Regions from separate parts of the Zea mays genome. Here regions 2 and 3 are each linked to region 1. A link is a contact called in public Hi-C data. All regions are on one chromosome and are shown on one strand. The core of a region is the stretch at or near the end of the contact, and the rest is flanking DNA. Distances in the headings are between cores, read along the strand shown. Region 1 holds the start of LOC542298 (60S ribosomal protein L10-3). Region 2 holds the start of LOC100216568. Region 3 holds the start of LOC103626064 (zealexin A1 synthase-like).

Region 1 (2,651 bases), core at 89-2,588:
AAACTTATGTGGATAGGGGTTTACACCTGCGGCCTTGAGTGAATCAAGAGTCTTGAGCCTATTCTCGTAGTATTGCTGCAGCAGGAAACACATCCATCCAATAAGAGTAAGTATAAGGAACAGAATTCAAAACGCTAGGCAGGGAAAGCAAGATGCACATACAGTGGGATCCATGTCATCATCGTCAGCAGCAGATGCCTTCTGAGGCTTTCCACTAGCAGCAGCAGCCGCCGCCGCCTACAACAACAGATGGCACACATCAATTTTGAGCCTTGGCACTAACATAGTGAAAACTTAACTTCTAACACGAGCATTTGAGTAATCTTCTAGAGCTAACGAATCAAACAATACTTGGTGGAAGCAATGACATATTCTGACCAAATTTATCCAGGGTTCACTGATATAGCACATAACAGGAACTGCAATAAGTGGAAGAAACAACAGCATAAATTGATAAATGATCCTCGCCTTGTTCTTTTTCTCTTCCTCCTTGAGCCTCCGCTCCTCTTCCAGCTTCTTCCTCTTCTCCTCTCTCTTCTTCGCGCTGCACACATCAAACACGCAACAACCAACCCCGGAATCAGGAAACAGAAATGGCAAGGAAAACCAACGGGCTCAAGTGAGAGGAATGCTCGATTGTCCCTACTTCTTCGAGAGCTGCAGCTCCTCTCCGCCTTCACCCGCCGGCGGAGGATTCTGCCCGGCGCCGCCCGTTGAAAGCTCCGCGAGCTTCTCCACCAGACCAGACGCCGAGCCCGCGCCGTCCGCCATGTCACGCGCGGGACTCTCTAGGTTTCGTTGTGAGGGGGCGAGCGCGGTGAGTGTGGACTGTGGAGGCGCAGGTGTGATGGTAGTAGAGTGGTAGGGTTTTAGGGCAGCTCGTGGTGGCGCGGAGGAAAGGAAAACCGTCGTAGCCGCCAAGCCATCTGATCCCCACGGCCACGGCATCAACATGGGCTGACCTTTTTGGCCCGTGAGAACTAACAACCCTGTTTGAGTGTTTTGATGTGGACAACGTGGGCTCAGCCCAACACGGCCCTGCTACTGATTTTTTTCAGTGTCCAGCTCGAGTGGGCGAGTGGCGGGGAGAGGAGGCGGCGGCGGCAAGGGCGCGACGGGGGAGGATGATGTCGCTGCAGCCTGCAGGAGTTGTGTTCTCTGGCCTTGAGAGAAAGGAGTCGCCAATTTTAGTGGGCTCCTGTTGTGTTTTTCGGTCCATTCCTCCCAAGGCCCAGCATCTGCCAGTCGCATGCCGTGACGCACAAAACCCACGGCGGCACGGCTCCATTCCGCGTCCGCACTCTCTATATAAAGTGTCCCTCTCTTCCCTCCAAGCCCTAGACGCACCCCTTCCTCGTTTCGCCGCCTCCGCCGACACCGACTGCCTACCTCAGCTGCCGTCGCCATGGGCAGAAGTAAGTTCGCCTTTTTGATTAACCTCCTTCGTACGCTTCTACTGCGTTGATTGTTGCAGTCCATAGGGTACTTTCTTTTAGTCCGGCGCAAATTTCGACTAGATCCACACGAAATCGGGTATATGCTTTTGATGATCCCGGGGTTCTTACTGTCCACGGGCTTAATATTTGATGTTTGTTTGCTGAGTTGATGATTTGTGGAACTCGCAAAGTTGTTACGTATTATCGTATAAAGAAGAGAATGGCTGGGACCTGGGGGATTTGGTACCATATATTCACATTTCCTGTGTATAAAGTCAACACGCTCATAATTTAGAATCCGTGTAGACCTTTATCTGTCAAAAAAGGGGAGTATTAGTCATATTCCATGGCATTGTGAATAACGCATTTAGTATTAGTATTCGTTTGTATGCCATGAATCAACACTATAGGACCAATCTGTCTACACTTCATTTGCTCATTCTGCCTGCTTAATAAAAGCACTGTTGTATATTTTGTAGAAAATAATGCTCTGTTTTGCATCAATTCAATGATTTATATCTGTTTGCACTGAATAATTTTATCACTGCAGTGCATTGCTATTATGCTGTTGATAAAATTGAGCTTTATGTTTCTGAAACTTTGCTTAGGGCCTGCTAGATGCTATCGCCAGATCAAGAACAAGCCGTACCCTAAGTCCAGGTACTGCCGTGGTGTCCCTGACCCCAAGATCAGGATCTACGATGTCGGGATGAAGAGGAAGGGTGTTGATGAGTTCCCCTACTGTGTGCACCTTGTCTCTTGGGAGAAGGAGAATGTCTCCAGTGAGGCGCTCGAGGCTGCCCGCATTGCCTGCAACAAGTACATGACCAAGTCTGCAGGAAAGGATGCCTTCCACCTTAGGGTCCGGGTTCACCCGTTCCATGTCCTCCGTATCAACAAGATGCTTTCCTGTGCCGGGGCTGATAGGCTCCAGACTGGAATGAGGGGTGCCTTTGGCAAGCCTCAGGGCACCTGTGCTAGGGTGGACATTGGTCAGGTCCTCCTTTCCGTGCGATGCAAGGACAACAATGCTGCCCATGCCAGCGAAGCTCTGCGTCGCGCTAAGTTCAAGTTCCCTGGCCGCCAAAAGATCATTGAGAGCAGAAAGTGGTGAGTGCATAATAGTTCATTGCTGCTGTGGAATTAAACTGTCACAGTATAGTAACTTGCATAAGTTATTTTGTATTATTATTGTTTATAATGTGCACTATCTTG
Region 2 (2,651 bases), core at 113-2,612, 440 kb before region 1:
CTGGTGCCTGCTATGTGCCGATTAGTTGAGCCCCACGATTAAATGTCAAACTGATGGTAAAAGTTGGCCAAATCATCACATACTTGAACACCTTAAAACCCGTTTCATTTGCTTCGTCAATTCATCAACTTAAGAATTTTCATAGCTTTTTGTGCGGTTGAAATACGTCACATAAGGGCAATTTTGACTTGAATGTACAAAAACAAGGCTGAGCAGATCATGTAGCAATGGTTACCTCGCATATATGGTAGTAGTAATGTGAAAGTGACCCATGAAGCGTGAACCCAACAAGGCCAGACCGGAACATCCTAGCACGGTCGAAATCAAATATCGGCTTGCCTTCGTAGCACTGCAAGCATAAGCAACAAAAAACAACGGCAGTCAGTAATCACACTAATGCTTGTCTTATTGAATAGTGGTAGAGTGGCTGTGGAATTGAAGTGTGAAGGCACCTGTGCAATCCAGTCACCAAGGGAGTAGACGACACCGCTGATCATCATCTTGGCTAGAACCGGGTTGGCTTTGAGGGCCTCCTCGTATGCGGACCAGTTGTGCTCCGGCATATAGCGCAGGATCTCGAAGATCGTCCACCCCTGTGTACCGAGAAAGAGAAACCAAATCAATACGCCCGCCAGTACATGGCTCCGAATCCAATCAGGGACTAATTAAATATGAAAGGGAATGAAGAAACATAGGGGACTCACATGCCAGTAGTCCTGGTCGACGGTGAGCAGCTTGGTGAGAGCGTAGGTGCTGGCCCCGAGCACGATGGCCGTGTTGATGCCCCGGTCCAGCATCTTGTTGCCGCCGCCACCGCCGGAGGCCCCGGAGCCCGCTCCGCCGCCGGTGAAGCCCCCGCCCACGTCGCCCTGGAAGGCGAGCCCTCCGATGTCGAGCTGGCTTCCGCCCAGCTGCTCGTCCGGCTGCTCCTCCAGCCTCCCGGGCACCACGGCCTCCCCCTCGGCCCCCGGGCCAGGCAGCACGTCCGCTTCATCCCCCGCAGCGGCGAACCGCAGGGCGCGCCGGAGCCGCTTGGTCGGCCTTGGGAGCCGGAGAAGAGACGGGCCGGCGGAGGGGAACAGCCGCCTGGAGGCGGGGGATGGGGTGGCCACAGTCGCCACGGCCGCCGCTGCCATCGCTGCGCGCTCCTCGGATCGCTACCCGACCACACGCGCACTGCACTGACGCTCGTCCCGCCTCTCTTACCTCGTGGCAGCGGCGCAGCGCGCACGCTTTTATCCACCACGCCGCGATCGCGCGCGGCTGCCTATGGATCTGGAGCGGGCGGGGCCTACAGCCTACTGTCGCTGGCCCTGTGGACGTGAGCCGCGCTTGCTCGCTCGCCTTGAGACTGAGGGAGGTTCCGTTCCACCGATCGGTTTGCCGTCTCGCGGAAGAGGATCGAGGTGGGGAGGGTGATTTTTTGTGGATGTGGTGGGAGGGTGAGATTTGAGCCGCTTGTCTCAGGCGGCTGTGGGCCAGTAAGCAAGATTCCACTGAACAAGGCGGCCGCTCGTGGTACTCATGCCAGCAACCCACAAAAAAATATTACTCAGACAATTATTGCAAAGGAAATAAAAATTATCTAAGTAATTACTTTAAATGCATCACGTAATTCAAATTTTACTAATAACAGTGTTTAGGGCTAGTTTAAGAACATCAATTTCCAAAAAAAAATTATTTTATTAAGAAAAACTAGTTCATTCTTATTGAGAAAACAGAGTTGTCAAACTAGATTGTAGCACAACTATCTATTGGATTATACTCCCACAAGTCTTAGAATGCCAAATGGCGAATGGGAAGTTTCACGTCACACTTTTGGCATCTTGTTGGGTAATCTCGGTAGCCTGATAAAAAAAATGACAAATTTAATATTATTATAGCAGCTTACCCATACACATATCTATGGGGCACGATTGCCGGCGAAGATCACGGTCGAGACGGTGTCTACTGTGACGATCATCACGTGGAATGTGCGGCGCGGGCAGGGGCAGGGGGCGTCGACAGTCAAAGGGTGGAGGCATGGTAGCGCATGTTGGGGCGGAAGGCTAGGCAAGGGGAACGATGTGCGCGCATGTGGTCTGCACTACGTGCTTAATATAGGTAGTAGAGATATTAAGTATTGTATACTTCAAAAAAAAATAAATATTCTAATATTGTATGATGTAGTTAAGAACTCTCTTTTTAGGCTATATTTTGTGTGATATGAGGTCATGATGCTACTATTTAATTTAAATGATGATGCTGAACTTATGGTAAAATTGTATTGGTTCGATGAATTTAACATGTTGAATACAATGATAATACACTATTTTAGTACTTGATGAGATATGGTGTTTCGATATTTTGTATTTAGAACTTACTTTTGTGATTAAAATGTTCATATAAAATGTTGGTGGTATAGGGATACCTGCTACCTATAGTGGGTTATGAGTATGAAGCAATTTAATATCCATAATAGGTACAAATAGACATATATTTTTTTCTCTAGTAAGCATGAGTACTCGTAACTTTGTCCTTAGCGAGAGAAATCCTCTCGCCGACTCGTGAGGTCGGAAGAAAGAAAATATGGTTTCACCTGTCCCAAACGCACTCGCTTCCGTAGGAACGGCATACTCTAGAAATTTCTACAGAGATCCTTCAATCCAAAC
Region 3 (2,651 bases), core at 99-2,598, 320 kb after region 1:
CTTCACCAATTGGTCCAAATATGTAATGTTTAAATTCTGGACTCCAGACTTAGTACAAATTCAGAGTCTGAATTTGTGTGTTTTGGGTAACTTTGGAATTCTTTTGTGCTTGATATATGGAGTATTAGCCACAATCTCTGTATCAAAGTTGAAGAGCATATAACAATGAACAAGTTCCTTTAGAAGAGGTTGGCTTGATGCTACATAAACAGAGGAGTAATGGTTGCTTGAAGATGGGCTGTCAGGGTGTGTTCTTATCTGATTTTTGTTCAGACCAATGTAACTCTGACAGTAGAATGTGGTTCACTTTGGAGCCCTACTGTTACTGATCCATAGTGTTTTGGGCCAAAGTGTTTATACTAAATTGGTAGACCATAGAAAGGAGAGAAAGGTTGTTGTGGAGTGTGAGGCCTGGTACTATGCAAAATAGTAAGTAAAATGTTCTTAAACTAGCTCTGTCAGGCTGTAGTGAGTGGTGTCAGTTTCAACTAACTGAATTTTGGTTCAGTGTGATGTGCTCCACTTTTGGGCACCATAACTTTGAATATATGCATTTTTGGCCTGGGAATTCTATAGCAACGTGAAAGAGCTATGCTTGGTGAACCACTTTGATGTAGTGAGGTCGGTCTGTCCTTATGTAGAAATGGGAGAAAATGGGAGGTGAATTTGGTCCTGTAATCGAACTGAAGAAGTTCAGAGCAGTCCAAAACATCTGAAAATATCTCAGTCCACTAAATAATACATTATGGGTGACTTTTCAGTAAGAAACAATTAAAACAATCTATCCTAGGTGATATACATTATCCTGGGTGATATACGTGGCTTTCTCTGATAGAGAGTCTAAATACTAAAAATAACCTACAAAAAGACCAAACTAAATAATTCATTATGGGTTATTGCTATAGGTAAGACTGAACGAGAAGTGACGTTGATATTTAATATAAGCACTAATTTCACTGATCCTATTACTACTAGCTTACATGACTTTATATTTTACACATGGAGAAACTTCGAACAGAAAAAAACTTGAGTCCGCTTTCAGTTCCCCTTTCTCCAAGTTCACATAATGTTCTTGATTTTTTAGTCAATACTTTATTACCACCATTGTTATCTTTTTGGAAAACGAGAGATATAAGTAATGTCTAAACATACTTGCTTACAAAGTGCACATATGTTCAGTACATGCACTAAAATTACAATTATACACTCAAGAACCTTTTGGTTTCCACATAACAAGCCAAAATGCAGTACGTTTACGGCCTATTTCGCTTCAATCGTCTATTTATCTGCACCAAATGATGTGTTTCTTATTGAAAACAATTTTCAATTTAATTCTTCTGCAGGACTCAACATGCAGAAACTAGGATTTCTAAACTACAAAAGAGCAGATTGATGTTTTAGTTATGGGTACATCAACACACAGCTTCTTCAATAACTCAATGGCCATGCTAGAAAACTTGATTGACATTTGTAAGGTATTGTTACCATTAGATGCGGCTCTAAATACCATCAACTCCAAGGAAAAAGACCATTTCCCCTGTTTCAGGTGTAGCATTACCATCTTAATAGTGATATTTTATTGCATAGACATCATCATTTTCTTACATTGAACATTTGTTGACATTACAGTTTTCTTAGAGACCAAATGGGACGCACAACACTCACCCAACATTTTTGCCACCATTTTAATTAATAATTAATAGTGACATTGAGCCAAGTTTTGATTGTTCCAAATGGCAGACTTCAACATTTGTTATGATTGTTAAATTAATTCTTGATAGCATTACTAAACAAAACAATGATATATACATGTACAAAGTGTTCCCGTTGCAACGCACGGGTATATACCTAGTAGAAGATAAGAAGAGAACCTATATATAATGAACCGTATGAGCGTTTTATAGGAGGGATGCTAGTTGCTGGTCGCTGGAGTCGGTCTAAAGAAAGAATGGAGGGGACGTTGCTGCTGCTGCTGCTTGGCCTGCTCCTCGTGCTACCCCTGCTCCTCGTCAAACTCGTTGTCGTCAACAAGTACTTCCCGGCCGCCCCATGGCAGCCCGGGAAGCCGCCTCTGCGTCTGCCTCCGGGGCCACGGCAGCTGCCGGTGATCGGCAGCCTCCACCACCTCCTCGCGTCGCGCCACGGCGGCCTCCTTCACCGCGCCATGCGCGAGCTGTCCATCCAGCACGGCCCGGTGATGCTGCTCCGGCTGGGCGCCGTGCCCACGCTGGTGGTGTCCTCGGCCGAGGCGGCCAGGGAGGTGCTGAAGACCCACGACGCGGCGTTCGCCAGCCGGCACCAGACGCCGACGCTGGACGTGTTCAGCCTCGGCGGCCGCGACATCCTCTTCTCCCCCTACGGCGAGCTGTGGCGCCAGCTCCGGCGGATCTGCGTGCTGGAGCTCTTCTCGGCGCGCCGCGTGCAGTCGTTCCGCCGCATCCGTGAGGAGGAGGCCGCGGGGCTGCTCCGGTCCGTGGCCGACTCCTGCGCCGGCGGCAGCGCGGTGGTGGACATCGGCGAGCGGGCCTGCCGCGCCATGAACGACACCGTGGTGCGGTCGGCCGTCGGCGGGCGGTGCGCGCGGCGGGACGAGTTCCTGCGCGAGCTCCACAGGGCCGTGGTGCTCACCTCCGGCTTCAACCTGGCCGACC

The links. Hi-C and Micro-C count contacts between places; a contact is called where the count stands out from the background.
Region 2: a contact with region 1 is called in a Hi-C map of ear, with 2.0 times the contacts expected there. The contact joins the promoter of LOC100216568 here to the promoter of LOC542298 in region 1. A contact is called at or near these places in 2 of 25 Hi-C or Micro-C datasets (bundle sheath and ear).
Region 3: a contact with region 1 is called in a Hi-C map of tassel, with 1.7 times the contacts expected there. The contact joins the promoter of LOC103626064 here to the promoter of LOC542298 in region 1. A contact is called at or near these places in 4 of 25 Hi-C or Micro-C datasets (bundle sheath, ear, endosperm and 1 more).

Annotation. Positions count from the first base shown.
Region 1 is chr5:20,384,556-20,387,206 of Zm-B73-REFERENCE-NAM-5.0, reverse strand. It overlaps LOC542298 (60S ribosomal protein L10-3), which reads left to right and starts at 1,338. Exons shown (of 4, transcript NM_001111885.2): 1 at 1,338-1,415; 2 at 2,045-2,546. The coding sequence starts at 1,406. It also overlaps the pseudogene LOC100280510.
Region 2 is chr5:20,824,476-20,827,126 of Zm-B73-REFERENCE-NAM-5.0, reverse strand. LOC100216568 reads right to left here and starts at 1,362. Exons shown (of 8, transcript NR_159537.1): 1 at 705-1,362; 2 at 453-593; 3 at 236-349.
Region 3 is chr5:20,063,958-20,066,608 of Zm-B73-REFERENCE-NAM-5.0, reverse strand. LOC103626064 (zealexin A1 synthase-like) reads left to right here and starts at 1,348. Exons shown (of 1, transcript XM_008646444.2): 1 at 1,348-2,651. The coding sequence starts at 1,910.